Regions from separate parts of the Gossypium hirsutum genome. Here region 1 is linked to region 2. The links are chromatin contacts, called in public Hi-C maps. All regions are on one chromosome and are shown on one strand. Each heading gives the region's core, a stretch centred on a gene start, on an enhancer-like site or on the middle of the called end of the contact. The rest is flanking DNA. Distances are from core to core; before and after follow the strand shown. Region 1 holds the start of LOC107926805 (putative lysine-specific demethylase JMJ16). Region 2 holds the start of LOC107892726 (diphthine--ammonia ligase).

What was found. A called contact is a pair of places that touch in the nucleus more often than the background predicts.
Region 1: a contact with region 2 is called in a Hi-C map of leaf, with 2.0 times the contacts expected there. The contact joins the promoter of LOC107926805 here to the promoter of LOC107892726 in region 2. A contact is called at or near these places in 3 of 34 Hi-C or Micro-C datasets (hypocotyl and leaf).

What each region holds. Positions count from the first base shown.
Region 1 is chrA11:106,810,933-106,815,080 of Gossypium_hirsutum_v2.1, forward strand. LOC107926805 (putative lysine-specific demethylase JMJ16) reads left to right here and starts at 2,189. Exons shown (of 14, transcript XR_005904985.1): 1 at 2,189-2,386; 2 at 3,886-3,957; 3 at 4,038-4,148.
Region 2 is chrA11:106,627,506-106,632,028 of Gossypium_hirsutum_v2.1, forward strand. It overlaps LOC107892726 (diphthine--ammonia ligase), which reads right to left and starts at 1,905. Exons shown (of 12, transcript XM_016817783.2): 1 at 1,605-1,905; 2 at 1,331-1,402; 3 at 1,088-1,167; 4 at 360-585; 5 at 238-270; 6 at 1-55. The coding sequence starts at 1,682.

The sequences.
Region 1 (4,148 bases), core at 939-3,438, 180 kb after region 2:
AAAAATGCGATTAATTTTAAATTTAGACGACACTTAAAATATTAAACATTTTAATCATTAAATCAATACACAAATTAACTAATAAAATATGAGAATTCACACAAAATTTTCAATACCTCTAACATTGTTATCTAGCAAAAGTATCATTCGCATTTACGGATTTGATTTTTATAACTATAATACTAAAATATTTATAAGCAAAGTTAAGCTAGGTTTGTATCCCAGCAGGGGCGAAACCTTGCCACCCTAAAATTGAATTTTTTTATTTAGATTTTTATTTTTAAATTTAAATTAATAAAAATAAAATTATACTTTTACCTCTTCTAAAAATATAAAATTTTAATTTAATCATTTAAAAATTATAAATATATAAATTATTAAAATAATAAAATTATAATTTTGTTATTATAAAAATTATAATTTAATTTCAACCCCTAAAAAATTGTTCTAATTTTACCCCAATATCCGTTCTATATAAAATATCAGCACACATAATGTTTGTTAAAGCCAAATTGAGCTTGAAATATGGGGATTTAACTTTTGTTTAAATCTACTGCATTTGTAAACAAATAACTTAATTATTTTTTAAATTTTTATAAAGAATTATACTTTTTAAATTTAATATTTAATAAATTTCGAGTCCCGTCGAGTCGAATTAACGAATCTTATTATTTATACTTAATGTTTCATTTACATGGATCGATTATTTTACATACATGGATCGATTATTTTACTAGTAAGTGATGTACAAGCTTTTAGATTAATTTTGAATAAAGGATAAAATGAGAGTGGGGCAATTCGAGAAGGAAAGTAAGACTAATAGGTAAACATTTATCAAAACAACGTAATTTTGCAATTTGATATTTTTTACTTTTAAATTTAGAAAATGTAAACATTTATCAAAACGATGTAGTTTTGTTTTTTCTTATTTAGATTTTCGGATAACTCGAATTAGGGGTAAGAATTCGATCAAATTGAGTGAAACAGTTCGAGTTAAATTAGTAAAATTAATAATGTTAAATTAAAATCGTGTACAATATAACTATTTCCATGTTAGAACACATAAATTTGAAAACTTTTTTAAAGCAAAAAAAAAATTTAGTATGATAAACTTGAATCATTAATCACTTATTTAGATTCCATACTTATTATTTTATTAAAATTTATATATATATTTTAGATTTTTTTAAATTTATACTTTTAAAAATACAAATTTTAAAATTTTTATAAATATTTAAAATTTAAAAAATATTTTCAAAATTTGAAAATTACTTTATTTTTTTGTATTTTTTGTTAAGAGAGATCAATTTGCTTATTTTTAAAATTACCAGGGGCTAAAATAGTATTTATACTAATCTGTTATTCGAATTATTCAAATTGTAAAAATTCAACTCGACTTGAACTCGAAATCCAAAATTTCTTATTCAAGTTGACTTGAATAATTCGAATAACTTAATTTAATTAACTCGAAATTTATTTTTTTAATTTTTTAAATCAGATCAAATTTTGTTCACCCCTATTTATATATACTAAAATTTAGAATTAAGATAATATATATATTTGAAGTTATTTTGAGTCAAATAAAAAGATATAAATAGAAAAATGAATTTCAAATAATTTTCAACTAAATTAGTCATTTAAATTTTTTTCTTTTGTTAAATTTTTTTAACAATTTTTTTATAAATTTTGATTGTATGTATTTTTTTAATACAATATTTATGACTACTTTTAACATTTTTTTAATTACTAAATAAAAATAACACTCTTCAACGCATTTAAAGTAACATTCTTTCGCATCGAATGCCAAATTGAAAGGAGATTCAACTTCCTTTTGTCAAGTTTAGAAATTGACTTTTCAGTAATAATAATGTTTTTAAAATTAAAACGTGATAAATAAATAAATGACCTTATAGAAATAGTCGGTCCATACTATAGTTGATGCCAGTGTGAGAAGAAAGCAGAAACTTTTATCATTTGTTCCATGCGGCGTCCGCAGGAAAGGAAAACAGCCCACAGGTAAATAAATTAATTAAATTTACAAAAAAAATTTATCCTGAATTTTCTCATTTACCTTTTTCTTTTAATTTTTTATTCATCCATTAATGAAAAACCTCTTCACCTTCTCCTTCCTATTTTCCCCAAATTACCCCTCTCAATAAATTAAATACCGTTTATGCTTTCAATTGCTTCATAAAGACACAACAAAAAACTGAAACAAATTTATTAGGTCTATAGAAATTTAACCTTTTTTTATTAAAAATTGAATTTTCAATTTATGAAAATCTGTTACTTCTTGAAGCGGTGAATTAATTAATCTTCCATATTTACCCTTATCATCTTCATTCTTTTCCTTGGAATTGTTCTGCGTTCAGATTTTATTTTGCAGGTAGGGGTTTTGATGGTCATATTTGGATTTGTGGGGTACCCTTGTAAAACAAGGAATTTTAGGAAAAAAAAATATTATTGGTTTTTTATTTTATCAAAAAAAATAGTAACCTTTTTTTTCCCTCTGTTGATTTTGATTTTTCTTCTGGTGTTAGGGTTAGGGTTAGGTTTAGATCCGTTTAAAATCAGATTCAACTTTTCAATTCGTTTCCACTTTATATTTTTCTAAAATTTTTATTATGGTTTTAAATTTAGAAAATTTTTAGTGATTCCTTTTTCTCCCTGAAAAATTGGTCTAGTCAAAAGGAGTTATTTCAGCTGCTTAAGTGAAGTCAAATTATAGAAATCTTTTGGATCATGTAAGCTCCATTTTTTTTAATTTATTTAATTTTTAGATTTATTTTTAGGGAAATTTTTCTTGAATTCCCTTTTGTCTGATGATGACTATAAAATAGGAAACTAGAATTTTATGAGCTGTATTTTATTTTCTTTTGTTCTGAAAATTTTCTCGATCAAATTATTTGTTTGTGTTCTTTTAGGGTTTAGGACTGCTTAATCAATTGGGAAAGTAATGCAGGACCTCGACCATGGATTTAGCTGGACATTTATGTAGCAAATTGTGTTTAGGTCTCCTGATTTGATTCTCTTTATATATATATAAAAAGAAAACCGGAAAATCTGTTCATGAGTTTGATTTTCAATCTTATCTTTGCATATGAATTTCTGAAGGCTACAGTTGATGAGTTTTATTGATGAAAAAATTTCTGATCCAAGAAGGGTCTGCATGGTGTTATTTTCCTGTTATGTAGAACTTTCTGGAAATATTATTTTTAGAAATTTTGATTGCAAGGTTACATATTTGAAGGATCATGATTTTGAAGGTAGAAAAATCACATAGATTTCGACTGCATCATTGCTTCCCTGGTTTTAATCGATTATATAAAAAATGAGAATGCATTAGTCTTGTTGATTCACCTAATTAGGCTATACTAATAATTGGGGTAGGAGTTTTATCAAATGAATCTTATGGCTCTTTGTATAACTTCAGGTGGTTAGATACAAAATTATATTTGTATCTTCATTTCAGCTATTATCTATGGCATGATTATAGGATTTGGGGATTGACTTACGCATGAGTCAAAGGAAATATGATTTATCAAGTGTTAGGCCAGCAACATACTTCAGCATTGACCCTTACAAGTATAGCGAGAATGAAAATTTATACCAGGGATAAGACTAAAGCATAAATCTTGTGAATTTTATATTATGCGGTCTCTCTCTCATTCTCAATTAGCAATTATCAGTATCAAATATGCAGGAATATGGTCATGCCGTGTTCTTAGCATCCTCATATCTTCTTAGTAGTACTGAATTGTGGTTTTCTGGAGAAAACCTGGGATTTATTGTAACAGTTAATGGTTTGATTTTGGAATGGAGTGAAGCTTTTGGATTATGTTTGTCTATTTGTTTTCTGAATAACTGCTTTCTATTTCTGTGTAGATAAAGTTGCTTTTTACAGCAGTTCAGAATTATGGTTAGGATGTTGGGATGCTGAATTGATTCTTAATTAAGGTAGGCCTGTTTTGCATTCGACTATTTCCTATTCCAGATACAGGTGCAGTGCTTGAATTGTCACCTGTTGTCTTGTGTAGCAATACTGATGGGGACAGAACTTATGAGAGTTTGTGTTAAAGAAGAGAACGATGATATTCCACCAGTTCCACCAGGTTTCGAGTCATATGCATCTTTTACTCTAACAAGGG
Region 2 (4,523 bases), core at 655-3,154:
AGAATGCTATTTCTTTGCCCAAGTGCTTCGCAGGGTCCAGCCCCATGGCTGCAACCTATGGCATAATAATCCAATATGAAACAGACAATACTTCAACTACAATAGATATGATAAAACATCTCATAAAAGAAATAGCTAGAAAGTAAATTTATATAGCACAAGCATGAAAGACATCACATGGTTTCTAAACAAACATTTAAGAACAATAAGAAAGAATTCATCAAAGATAATACATACCTTGACTGTGATAGCCATAATTTCATTCGTTATCTGAACAGTAAAGAACAGACAGTAATATGTGAGAAAAACAAACCATCTAAATTTTTATTAAGTATTCATATTAACAAAATACAAATTACCATTTCTTGAAGAAGCAATGATTGATCTTGTTTCCACAAATATGCCAGAGAAACAAGCCCTAACCTTGAACAGACACTTTCCACCCGTAGCCTTTGATAATCTGACGCAATTGCACCAGAAGAAACTGCTGTTATAGAAGGTATCTGCTTCTTAACTTCATTCAACAAAATAAACATATCTTCAACTTCATCACCCGGTGTCCTTTGGTAGCTAAGTTTATGGTGCCTACAATAATCGCCAAAAGCTTCAGCAAAAAAAAAAAATGTGTATAGTGTTCATTTGTCAAGTTGAAAGGGCATATGCTTAGCTGAAAGTTGACTAAACAGCAGCCCTTCTGAAAATCATCTCAACCAAATATTAAGTAAATTTCTTCATAATATGCCTACTTACAAAATGGATTAACAAATTTTCAATGTTGTAACCAGATCATTATGCTGTGAAAGAGAAATATATGACTTGCCAGCATCATACTTAGTACAATCTGTTAATCGCATGATATGCACACAGAAAAGACTGCAAAGCTCGTAATAACATTGTGTAACTTGAAGGAAATGCCATAACTAAAAAACTGGAAAAGCCCAAGGTACACAACAAACAAAGTAATTGTGAAATGACAAGCAAAGATGCTGCTTTTTTCCCATTTCATAATTGTGATACAAAGTGAAAATCATAAATTCCCTGAACAAAGATGTATGGTTTTACCACAATACTCGTTTAAAGGGCTTGCCTTGTGGATCCTTGTATTCGCCTTCGGAACAATGGAACTCCCATGCATTCTGCATAGCTTACAATTATTTGGTGCCCTACCTGAAAGAAAAAAAAATCAATATTCATGTCCAACTCATGCAAAGAAGCATACTTTGTATACTCTTAACGTCAAACAATTGAAGTAGTATGATTTTGCTACCACTTTCTTACAAAACATAAATAAATAAGTGAAATCAAACGACGAGAATCAGCAGAGACTTACAGTTTGGTACATGTAGCTATCCAACTCATCCACTAAATCATCAGCTGGTAATAAATTAGCCACAGCGACAATCTAAATAAAAAAGCAACAAAGAAGTCAATTTCTTTTAATAACCAGAAATTTTAATTTCTAAGGAAAAAAATGAGGAAAGGACATCTACTAGTACTGCTTTCGGGTACCCTTCTCGTATAAGACACTATAATTCCCAAATCTTTATGAGTTTTTAGTTTAAAATATTGTTGGTATTATTTTCTAGGGAAACAAACAGAAAAACCTGGTGGCCGTATTGGATGCATTTCATCATAGCATAACAGCTATCTTTTCCACCGCTGACTAAAGCAACCACCTTCATTTTCTGTATGTCTGCTGTTGAATCAAATTGCGGAAATTGAATTGATCAATCTCTTACTTGTGAGATGAGACCAGGAGGCCGCTTGGGAAAGGGCTTAGGGTTTAACACACTCTTATTTTCTGTCTTCAAGTCAAAAAAAAACCAGCTCAGCACAGCAGCTTGGTTTGTACGGACAGCACAAATTTACTCTTCGCAAATTGCCACTTCACTTTTTTCTATTTTAGAATTGAAATTATTCCTGGCCCAAAAAAATATTTAACTAAAATTGATTTATTTTAAGCTGTGTTAAAAGTAAAATGTTTTTTTTTATTATATATTTTTATGTTTTGATAATAAAAAAGTACTTATAGTCAATGAAAAATAAGCCGTCGGTTATTTTTCAGAAAAAAATTTCTTTTATGGTTATTTTTTTATAAAAATTAAATTAAATCAAACTTAATATTATTATCTTAATAATAAATTTTATTTTTATTTTTAAAACTATTTTAAAATTATTAAAATATTATAATTTTCAATATTATTAAACATACATATTTAATTATTTATATTTAATCATATAATAGATTATTAATATAATTTATTGTTTTAATAAATTATTTACTATTTTAATTTTATTTAATAATAAATTTTAAAAATAATAATTTTAAGTAATATTCCTCATATATTATTGAAAATATTTAATAATAAATATTTCTTACAATTATAAATATATTAATAATAATTTGTTTGTAGTATAAAAATTAAAATATGCTATATAAGTCCATGTACACTTCATACACTTTGAATTTAGTCTAAGTACTTTTATTTTCAAGAATTTAATCTCTCTACTTTTCAAATTTGAAAATCAAGTCCAATTGTTAACATTATTAATTTTTTTATCAATTTTGTTGATGTCATATTTTTAAATAAAAAATATTTACTTGGTAGTCATGTAACTAAAAAATGACGTTGTAATGAACCTGAATTTAATAAAATATTTTGAATGTATGCAAAAACAATGTGAAATATTAATTTATAGATACAAAATAAAGTCAATTAAATAATGAATGTTTGTTCTATTAAAAACAACTTTTATGAAATATTTTCCAGAAATCCGTCAAACAACATAAAATATTTTACACAGATTCATCCAAACACCAGAAAATATTAGTTTTTCTAAAAAAGTAAATCATTTTTCAGAAGTCATATTCAGTGCAACAACGGAAACTTAATGAAAGCATTTCATGGCAAATATATTTATAAAAAAATTAATATAAAATTTAAACGAGGCTTTAGTTGAAATAATAAAATTAAGATATTAAAATTTTATAGTGCTTTAAGTTCAAATATTATCATATGTATGCATTTTTTGTTAGATTGTATATAGAAATATGAAAAACAAAAACACTATCATAACAATATTTGTTACTTACCAACTAACAATTGCCGTTGTTTGACACATTGCACTCATAAAGAGTGAATATGTGTTTGAACATTGAAAACGACATTATTAAAAGAGGTAACTATAGTCTTTATAAAAAGAATAGATTTTTGATCATTTTTAACTAAGGCTTGTTTGATAAAATGTCAAAAAAATCAACCAACTAAAAATTAATATGTTTGATGACCCACAATAAAATCTACTAGATAGAAACTTCTTTTTCTAAAAATAAAGGTGTGGAAAATGATAATAGATAGAACCTATTTATCACTTAATATAGAATAATTTTAATTTTTTATTTAAATTTATTTCTTTTATGATTATATTATCATTTATCAAACAATCTAATTATACTTGTGTATATAATTTTAAGTAATATACTAAACAAATTTTATAACTTAAATTTAAAACTTATTTTTCAAGTACTTGTTTTTTCAAACATTTATTTTTTATGCACTTAGTTTTTCAATTTATCTAACATAGCTTAAATTAAGACATGTTGATCAACTTAGCTTCTTAAATAGTATTGATATTTTTTTATTTGTTGATACAGTAATACAATAAGGAATGAGTATGGAGGAGAGAGTGGTCGTTGTTGTGGAGGTCAGTTCTCTCACTTGGGATGAAGGGCCAAAGGTTATGAGGAGTGGTAGAGAAGAGAATGTAAAGATTGAGGGTTGGAAGAAGGTTGACAAAGTGTAGACTTAGTAATCTTTTAAAGTCGATCCTTTTTCATCGTTCCTAGAAGTATTTATAGGGAGTAGTCCTGTGTAAGATGGTGTTAACGTGTTGGACTTGTCATCTAGTCATCATTATGGAGAGCATGAGAAGGATGTCTTCGATGGGACGAGAATGTTTGTAATAGGGCAAATTCTATCATTAATTTTGACTTTGATGGAATAAAACAATTAGCGCACGTGATGTTTGTTGACTAACAACTTAATGCTCCCAATAAAAATTAGGTCATCCGTTGCCTAGATAGTCATCTCGGAAGGGTGAACTTATAGGTGACTTCAAGCGTAATCTTAGCTTATCAGGTATCCTATCACGAGTGGAGATATAACATTATTATTATTTCATAAGGAAGTTATAAACTTTGTAGAAAGGGATTTCTTGTAGCATGTAACAAAGAAAATAGATTTTGCAGTTTGGATTTTCAGTTTTGATTGTGAAAGACTGAAATGGATGCAGGGTTAAATTTCTTTTAAGATCTTAATAGTCACTAGCCAAAAATATTCAATACCGAAATCTTAATTAAGAAACATTTAATTTCCTACTCTCTAAACCAACAAACATAGGCGGTTTAAATATTATGCAAAGTACATCCTAATTCCGCCTTTAGACTCGTTAAAACATGTTTAGTTCATCTAAAATGGACTTCATTATTTGAATAAAAAAATAAAATTACGAAAAAGCTTAAA